Regions from separate parts of the Mus musculus genome. Here region 2 is linked to region 1. The links are chromatin contacts, called in public HiChIP or PLAC-seq maps. All regions are on one chromosome and are shown on one strand. Each heading gives the region's core, a stretch centred on a gene start, on an enhancer-like site or on the middle of the called end of the contact. The rest is flanking DNA. Distances are from core to core; before and after follow the strand shown.

The links. HiChIP or PLAC-seq counts read pairs in DNA pulled down with a chosen protein or histone mark.
Region 2: a contact with region 1 is called in an H3K27ac HiChIP or PLAC-seq map of VIP interneurons, with 5 times the contacts expected there. The contact joins two enhancer-like sites. A contact is called at or near these places in 1 of 484 Hi-C or Micro-C datasets (the HPC-7 cell line), 2 of 115 datasets of contacts at active chromatin or transcription factors (VIP interneurons and stem cell-derived neural progenitor cells) and 1 of 9 other capture datasets (embryonic stem cells).

The regions. Positions count from the first base shown.
Region 1 is chr11:52,818,909-52,823,257 of GRCm38.p6, forward strand. The region is part of intron 3 of Fstl4 (follistatin-like 4); the gene reads left to right. Among named protein-coding and RNA genes, the nearest start is that of Fstl4, 56 kb to the left of the region's middle. Within about 2 kb of position 1,948, at least 5 of the 459 cell types and tissues checked have an H3K27ac peak or open chromatin away from gene starts, as enhancers often do. A contact at or near this core is called in VIP interneurons, where this site is marked.
Region 2 is chr11:53,250,375-53,254,833 of GRCm38.p6, forward strand. No RefSeq gene overlaps it. Among named protein-coding and RNA genes, the nearest start is that of Hspa4, 48 kb to the right of the region's middle. Within about 2 kb of position 2,072, at least 35 of the 459 cell types and tissues checked have an H3K27ac peak or open chromatin away from gene starts, as enhancers often do. A contact at or near this core is called in VIP interneurons, where this site is marked.

The DNA of each region.
Region 1 (4,349 bases), core at 698-3,197:
TGCTCTGGCTTTTGTGTTAAATACCACTCTCAGCAAGGAAGATAATAGGAAGATAATAGTTTCCCCAAATAAGCTTCCTATGGGATGGAACAATTTAACTTTGCTGTCTTGGTGTTCATGGCTGCCACTGCACTTGGTGCCTTTGCAAGGCCTGCTGTAGTGGATCCGATCCAGGCAAGGGAAAAGCTCCTCAGTGGCCAGGCACCAGAGCTGAGCCTGCCTGGAATGGCGACGTGGGCACAATGATGCTGACTTACTCACTATGAGTTTCAGAGAATTCTTTATGTCCCTTGACCTTTAGCTAAGCAGACAGCATCTTATACTTGAGACTCCTTTTTCCTTTCCATGTTACCAGTGGTGACAAGGACTCTGCCCGAACCTCCTTCCCCACATAGGACTTCTGCCTCTCGGTTGCACCCCACACGTATAAGTGGTGGCTGTTTAAGTTGTCTGATCTTGATTCATCCCCATCAGGTGCATAGCACATACCACTGGCTACCAAGCCTCCATAGCTAGCCTCAACCAAGGCTAGGTGAGACATTCCCCACACCTCAACCCTTCACTACTCAACACTGGAGCACTGCTCATTCTTGTACGCATGCTAAACTCAAAAAAGTTGAGAGTGCCACCTGCGTCTCATGAAGTTAGGCTTATGGTAATGACTCTCTTATAGTAGTAAAGGCTGAGGTAGGACAAGACCACAGAGAGTCTCTAGGCCCGGACACCTGTTCTACTTAGAGAAGCAAAACTGTTGCTTCTTCATGAGAGCCCTGGACTGACCTTGAACCTAATGTTCAGAGCCCACCTGTAATGGCTGCACAGGAAAGCTGCCATGGCTACATTCTGTCTGCTTTCCAGAACGAGAATTTTTACATCTTTCCCTGGACAACTAAAAAACTCAACGTGGTGTGTGTGTGTGTGTGTGTGTGTGTGTGTGTGCATTTTGTGTGTGTTTATACCTGTGTGTGTAGAAGCATATGCATATGGAGGTTGAGGGTGAGTGTTAGGTATCTTTGCTGAACCTGGAACTCACTTTACAGTAATAAAGATTGGGATAGGACAAGACCACTGGGTGCCTCTAGGCCAGGACATGTGTCCTTAGAGGCCAGCTGGCCACTAAGCTCTGTGGATCCTTTTATCTTCACCTGTCCAGCAGCATTGGAATTACAGACTCAGCATCCTGTCCTACGTTTTACATGGATGATGGGGACCTGAACTCACAGTCTCACTTCCATCAAGTCTTCTGTCCACTGAGCTGTCTTCCTAGGTTGAGCACAGTGGTTTTTTTTTTTTTTTTTTTTTTTTTCATCCCTCTCCAGACACCTGAAATTTAATTTCAACCTTTTCTGAAACTACACAGTGAAGAGTTGCCAACCCTGGTCCTTCTGAGACACTCCCGTGTCCACGAAGAGGGCAGGTGCTGATTGTACCTGCCAGAGCCCATCTACTCACTCCAGCACTTTCTCTGACTGATCCCATCTCTTTGAATTACAGCTGTGGGAGCACCCCAGAGTGTGGAGCAAGTGGCTTGGATAATTCAGCCCTTGTCAGCTATCTCTGAAGGGCAGGAGGTGATCTGTAAGCTATTCCAGATGTCTGTGATTGTGCTGTGATTAGGGGCTTGAGTTTGGAGCTGGGCACTGGGGTGTCATGTTAGATTACTGGCCCTCCCAAGGATGGTTCACTTACTGTGTTCCAGACTTAGCCAGCTGGGGGGCCTGGCTTTTCAGCAAGACAATAGTGAGACTGGGAGGGCAAGGCTGCTGCTATCTTCAGAGGAGTGGAAAGGAAGGAGGGAGACTGTCACCCTTATCCTGGGTGACGCTGGGTACTTAGACTGCTTAGCAATGCAAATCCCCCAACTAAACAGGACCTGCCTACATTCATTGAGTTGGAAACTGGAACCCTGGCTTCCTGAAAACCCCTGGAATCCATTCCCAGTCGACAGCTGCCTCTAATGGCCCCTTTATTGTTCTGTGCATCTGGGGGAACTTCAGATATCAAGATCCTTGTGGTGTTTGCCATTAATTCTGATTTTGTTTAGCAGATGTTTCCTGGATCTCTCAGTTGCCTGCATAATGTGTCTTAGTCTAATGTGAAATAGCTGACTCTGGGCTGAAACAGATGATTGAACTCCCAGGATTTTTTTTTTTTTTTTTTTTTTGAGGTGGGAGTGGAGAGACTAACTTCTTTACTAGCCACAGATGGAGGGAACATAAAGAAAACCAACCAGAGTTGACAGTGTTCGAACCAATGAGTCCCTTTCAGTCCCAGACTTCATCCAAGGCTAGATGAGGAGTTCCTCACATCCTAACCCTTCCCTCCCCAACACTGGAGCATTGCTCATTCTTACACACATGCTGGGCTCAAAGAAGTTGAGCATGCGACCCGCCTCTTTACAGTCCTGACTTAGGAGATCGGCTTTTTCTGTGGCACGCTGTCCTTTTTGTAGCAGATAGAGTTGTACCCAGCTGTCTTAAGGTAGGTGGGAAATGGGCAAGCCTGCTGCAAGGGTGTCTATTCAAGGGCAGGGGTTCTACACTCAAGCATTTTTATTTGTGGTTGCATAATTGTGTGTACATGCATGCATGTACATGCACGCACAAGCACTTGTCACAGCCTGTGGATGTCAGAGGACAAATTGCAGGAGTTGATTTTCTCCTTCTTCCATGTGGGTTCTGTTGACTGAACTCAGATCATCAGGCAAAGCTGCCTGCTGAACCATCTCACAGTTCCTCCATACTCTACAAACACCTCTTAAATACCGTGCTCCTAGAGCGAATCCTTGGGAATTACCATTGTAATACTTGGCCCAGGACCAGGGATATCTTCCCAGAGTTCATGAGAAGTCACACTGTCAAATAGATAATGATTTTTGTCCTACTTTCATTTCTGTTTCTGTGATAAAATACCTTGATCCAAAGAAATAATAGGGGGAAAAGAGGGTTATTAAGGTTTACAATTCCAAATTGCTGTCATAATTATAGGGGAGTTGCATCAACCAGGACCTTGTTACACTACATCCATAGTCATGAACAGAGAGAAACAATGCACCCCTGCCACTTGCTTGCTCACTCAGGAAGTTTTCTTGATCTTACACAGTTCAGAGTCCAGTCTAGGGAATGGTGTTGCCCACAGTGGGCTGAGTCAATTAATTATCAGTACAATTCCCACAGGAGATATCACTACAGGACAATCAGATTTAAATAAGTCCTTAACTAAGGCATTCTTCCTGGGTCATTTTAGGTTGTGTCATGTTGACTGTTACAGTTAACCAGCACAATTCCCCCAAAGGTATGACCCACTGCAGATTCACAAGGACTGTGAGATCAGCTCTTCCCCAGGTCTCCTCATTACAACCCAACCCTTCAAGGTGTCCAGGAGATGGGGGAGATAGGGACACTCAATGGGTCCTACCAGGTCCTTGTGCAGAAGTTGCAGCTCCCTTGAGCATCCAGCAAAAGTTAAGATTGACATTTGTCATCTTCCTTCCTTTCTTAGCCCCCAAAGCAGGACTCTCTACTTTTTAGCAACCTTTGAAATGGTCTCCTCTCTGTAAGCACTGATGCTTTGTGAAGCTGTTTGCTCCAGCATATTAATGTGCCATCAGCAAGCCTTTGGAGTTAATTATCTGTGACTTAAGAACCATTTATTTCTGTCTCTTTGTCTCATTGTCACCCAGCACTTTTCTTTATTAGGAAACAAGTAGAGAACCAACTGACCATTATGTCCTAATTCTCTGGCTGTCATCAAAATTAGTTTACCTCTTAAAAATTCTTTTTAACAGCCCCACCTCCCAAACCTGTGCCATCTCATTATTTTCAGATCGCGTTGTCTCTTAACAAATCTTTAATTTCTCTGCTTTGGCATGAGCAGAGTCCAAACTGGGACCAAGCTGAAGGAGGAAGTAGCTCATCTAAATTAGCAAGGCTGTCAATGTTCTTTCATGATTTATCAGCCTTACTAACTGAGCAGTTGGCTTTTTTTCCCCTTCCATCCTATGATGGGAGCATCACAATTGTGTCTTCTTGGATACACATGGTGAGGAACCAGCTGTGGTGACCCTGAAGGGCCTTTTCAGGTCAAGTGACCATAGGAGGACCAATGAGTTATAACCTGCTCATGGGTCTCTCTACACTCCTATTTGGTTGGGTTTGGTATTTCTTGCCCAGGGATTCCATTCAGTTCCTGGAACTGCTTCAGGCCTGCTTATAGAGGCTTGGTGTGTAATGTTAGACCTCACCCTAGAAAAGAAGACCTTGCCTCGATGTCTCCAGGAAGTCAGGACCATGTGCTGGAAAAACGAGCAGGTGGGTGGGCACTAAAGCAGTGGTTTGTTGAAAACCCAC
Region 2 (4,459 bases), core at 822-3,321, 430 kb after region 1:
ACACCCCCCACCAACCCCCATCCCGGCTCCCCGCCTTTACTAGGCCTTGCTATGGATCTCTGCATCTTATCTCACAGTGTGGCCCGCCCTCACAGCTGCCTCCAGGAAGGAGACCTTTGGAACCTTCGGTCAGCCATCTATGCCTCTAGGACCCCTGCCCTGTGCCCCTATGAACGGCCATCTGAAGAGCTTGTCTTTGTCTCTTTGCTTCCCTAGGAGCAGTGTCCCCCTGTAGGAGTCTCTCCATGATAGCCAGACAATGCTAAACATGCTCTGTGCCCTGGCTTCAAGTTGCCCCTAGGGAATTAGGACAACCATCACCAGCTGCATTTTACACAGGAGGAAACTGAGGCACAGAACACAGAAGCTTTTCTTTTTTGCTACCACCTCACCCTGGGTCTGGGGCTTCCCAGCAGAGCCTGTGTCTCAGGCTGCAGCTGTGGCCCTGCGGCTGCGCAGGGAAGCACCAATAAACCCACTCTTAGCCTCTTTGCGAACCCGAGCTGCAGAATGACAGTATCGGGCTCCCCAAATGCTGTTTACTGGTAAATCCCTGAGAATTTATAATCGAGTTGATGGGGCCTAACCGATGGGCCCAGGACAAAAGGAAGCCAATTACCCAACACTCTCTGCTGTGATCTTAAAACAGATGTTAGAGTGTGTAAAATGATGGCGTGTGCTTGGGAACTGCAGATACAATTCCAACCTTGCCTTTTATGGGCACTCATAAATGTTAAGTGCGGGAGGTCTACGACGGAAACTCTGCTCTTGCCATTTTGTGTTCGTTCCTCGAGCCAAGGCTGCGTTTCAGTGTTGGTGTGCTGGTAATTACCCATCGCACCATGCAGAAAAACACACTTCCAGTCCCTGGTTCAAGGTGCATCAGAGGACGGGCCACTCGGGATCATTCTAAAGACCCCAGTCCTGGCATGGAGGAAAAGGGAGTCACCAGTTGCTGCCTTTACACTTTATACTTTGTGTGGCACATGCCATCAGACCACCACATGCCATCAGACTGCCACCCCCTCGCCAGCCTTCCAGAACCCAAATTCAGGTATCACAGCACTGGGGAGGCTGAGGCAGGAATATCAAGAGTTCAAGGACAGCCTTGGCTATATGAGACTTTGTAGAAGCAAACTATAAAGGCTAGAGAGGTGGCTCCGTGCGCAAAGGGCTTACCGTGCACGTATAAAGGCATGAGTTCAGATCCCCAGACCCCACAGAAAAGCTGGACATGGTCCTCTCTCCTCCCAGCATTCCTGTGGCAAGATGGAAACGCAAGGGCCAGGTAATGCTTGCACTGGAGTGAACAGTGGGGATGACCCTGTCTCAGACTGGGTAGAGAGGGCACGTGGAGGTCAGAGGTCACCCTCAGGTGGCCTCCCTCCCTCAGGAGGTGTCTCAGTTGGGGTTTCATTGCTGTGAAGAGACGCCATGATCGTGGCAACTCTTATAAAGGACAACCTTTAACTGGGACTGGCTTACAGTTTCAGAGGCTTAGTCCATTGTAACAGGAAGCATGGTGGTGTGCAGGTAGACATGGAGCTGGGGCCAGACAGCAAAAGGAGACTGTCTCACTGCATGAGACTTGAACTTATATAAGACTTCAAAGCCCGCCTCCTACAGTGACACACTTCCTCCAACAAGGCCACACCTACTCCAACAAGGCCACACCTCCTAATAATGCTACCCCTTTGGGGGGCTACCACAGGAGGCACCCACTTGTTTTGGAGAATCATGCCTGGAGCACAACTGATTCAGCCATCAAGGCCCAGGGGATGAATATCTCCACCTTCTCAGCACCGGGATTAGGAGCATATATCACCAAGACAGGCAGTTTTTAAAATAGATGCTGGGTGGGGATTGAACTCTGGTCTTCATGCGTATGTGACAAGCACTTTACCACCTAAGCCATCTTCCCACTGGACAAGGTTTTTATGGCTCTGAACTTCAAGCTCTTGCCAGTATCTGACCTGACTGACCTCTGCCCTGGATTCTTTTCTACCCCACAGTGCTGCCCCTTGCTCCCTGCATGCCTGGGGTCAAGCTGTCCCCCAGCCCTCTCTTTCCATTGTGCCTCTCTCAGCTCCAGGCTCAGCTGTCTGGGCCGCACTGTCCCTCTCTGCCTGATGACTGTTCATTATCCACTTATTTGCAGGCCCAGCTAGACAAAGAGCTGCATAATAGCAGCTGCAGGCCCTGTAGTAACCATGTTGCTAGGCCAGTGCAGCATCCCAGACTCCTCGGAGTGATGAACAAACCCAGCAAATAATTCAGCCTATCTATCTGTGATAGCCCCAAGTCCTCTCTGACGGTTGCCATGGCATTTGGGCCAGAGCTCCCCTGTTCCCCTGTGGATGCCCTGTCCTGTACCCAAAGCACATGGTGGGTGGGGTGCCCGCCACGCAGCCCTGCCAGATTGTCAGGAGCCATTTATTTTGTAAACTCAAATTAGCAGGAAGCAATTTTGTTAATAGTCAGAGCCACTTGATGAGTTGGCTCTGATTTAGGGCTCCTTTCGAAAGCATCTGTGAAAGCTGTATAGAGCAGGCTGAAGCTGGATCTGAACTAATGGAAATGGTGTGGCGTGGCCAGCTGACCCAGGAACAGCCCCTGAGCAGCCAGGATCCCTCATGCCAGAGAGCCATTCTCTAGTTTGAGGGAGGGATGGCTTACTATGTATGTACCTGAGTCAGAACGCTGGAGACGACAGGCTCGGTTAGAAAGGACAACTGGGGCGGCAAAGGTAGTTCAGGTGGTAGGGCTGCTAACCCAGCAATGATGAAGCCGTGGGTTCAGTCCCCAGCACAACATAAACTGGGCAGAGTAGTGCATAACTAGGATCCCAACACTTAGGACATAGAGGCAGATTGAGTTCAAAGTCCTCTAGTGGATCTGAGTTCAAGTTTGAAGCCAGCCTGGGTTACATGAGACCCAGTCTCAAAATAAATAAAATGGCTAGCCTGTACCTCAGTTGGTAAAGGTTCTTAGCTAGTGCACGTGAAGCCCTGGGATAGAGTCCTGTGTCACAGAAGGAACAGAAAGTAGCTCAACTCCAGCCCAGAGGCTAACAGCCACTTCTCCCAGGGGGAGGGTTCTGCAGTTGCTGGGCCCTCTCAGGACTTACCCTGGCTTGCTAGAGACAGGAAGGAAGGTTCTCCTGAAGCTGTGGAAGCTCGGGACTGCCTGGGACCTGCTGAGACAGGGGAGGGTTTCAGGCTGATTCCAGGTAGCATAAATGTCTATGCCAGTCTCTGTCAACCCTGGTATATTGGTGTCTGTATATGCTGCTTGCTGTCTGTCTACCCACTCCAGTGTCTGTCTACCCCAGTGTCTGTCTATCCCAGTGTCTGTCTACCCACCCTAGTGTCTGTCCACCCCAGTGTCTGTCTACCCACCCCAGTGTCTGTCTACCCACTCCAGTGTCTGTCCACCCCAGTGTCTGTCCACCCTAGTGTCTGTCTACCCACCCCAGTGTCTGTCCACCCCAGTGTCTGTCTATCCCAGTGTCTGACTACCCCAGTGTCTGTCCACACCAGTGTCTGTCCACCCTAGTGTCTGTCTACCCACCCCAGTGTCTGTCCACCCACCCCAGTGTCTGTCTACCCACTCCAGTGTCTGTCCACCCCAGTGTCTGTCTATCCCATGACTCTTCAGTGTTTACCCTAGTGTCTACCCCAGGTTAACATCAGTGCAAGAGTCTTCGTTATTACCCAGTAACACCACACTTTAGTGGTCAGATCTCTAGGTGTGTCTTAGTTACTTGCATCCAAGTACTTGACAGAAGCAACTTCTGGAAGGAAGGGTTGGTTTGGTTAAGGGCGCTGCCCATCCTGGTGGGGAATTGCATGCATACGTGGAAGCCACAGGTCAACCTTGGGTACTATTTTTTCCTGAGGAGGTATCCTCCTTGGTTTTCAACTCACATTCTCTCTCTGAGGCCCAGGGCGTGGCAAATGGGCTAGGCTGCTGGGCAACAAGCCCCAGGATCTGCTGCCTCTGCCACCACAGCACTAAGATATAGGTGTTCACCGCCACATCTGGCTTTTTACACAGGTTCTGCAGATTGAACTCAGCTCCTCGTCCTTGCACAGCGAGCATTTTAACCAACTGAACCACACTCCCCAGTCTCCACGATCTGCATTTTTCCATTTTTTTAACATGTCTTTATTATTTTTATGTATGTGGGTGTTTTTGCCTGTCTATGTCTACATGACATGTGTGCAGTGCCCACAGAGGCCAGAAGAGGGCACTGGATCCCTTGAAACTGGAACTACAGATGGCTGTGAGCCACTGTGTGGGAGCTAGGACTGGAACCCAGATCCTCAGGAAAGAACAGCCAGGGCTCTTAACTGCTGAGCCATCTCTCCAGCCTTCAACTTGCTGGTTTTTTAATTCACTCCAGACCCATGGGGTGGTGCCACCCACATTTAGGGGAGCTCTTCCTTCTCTAGGTGAA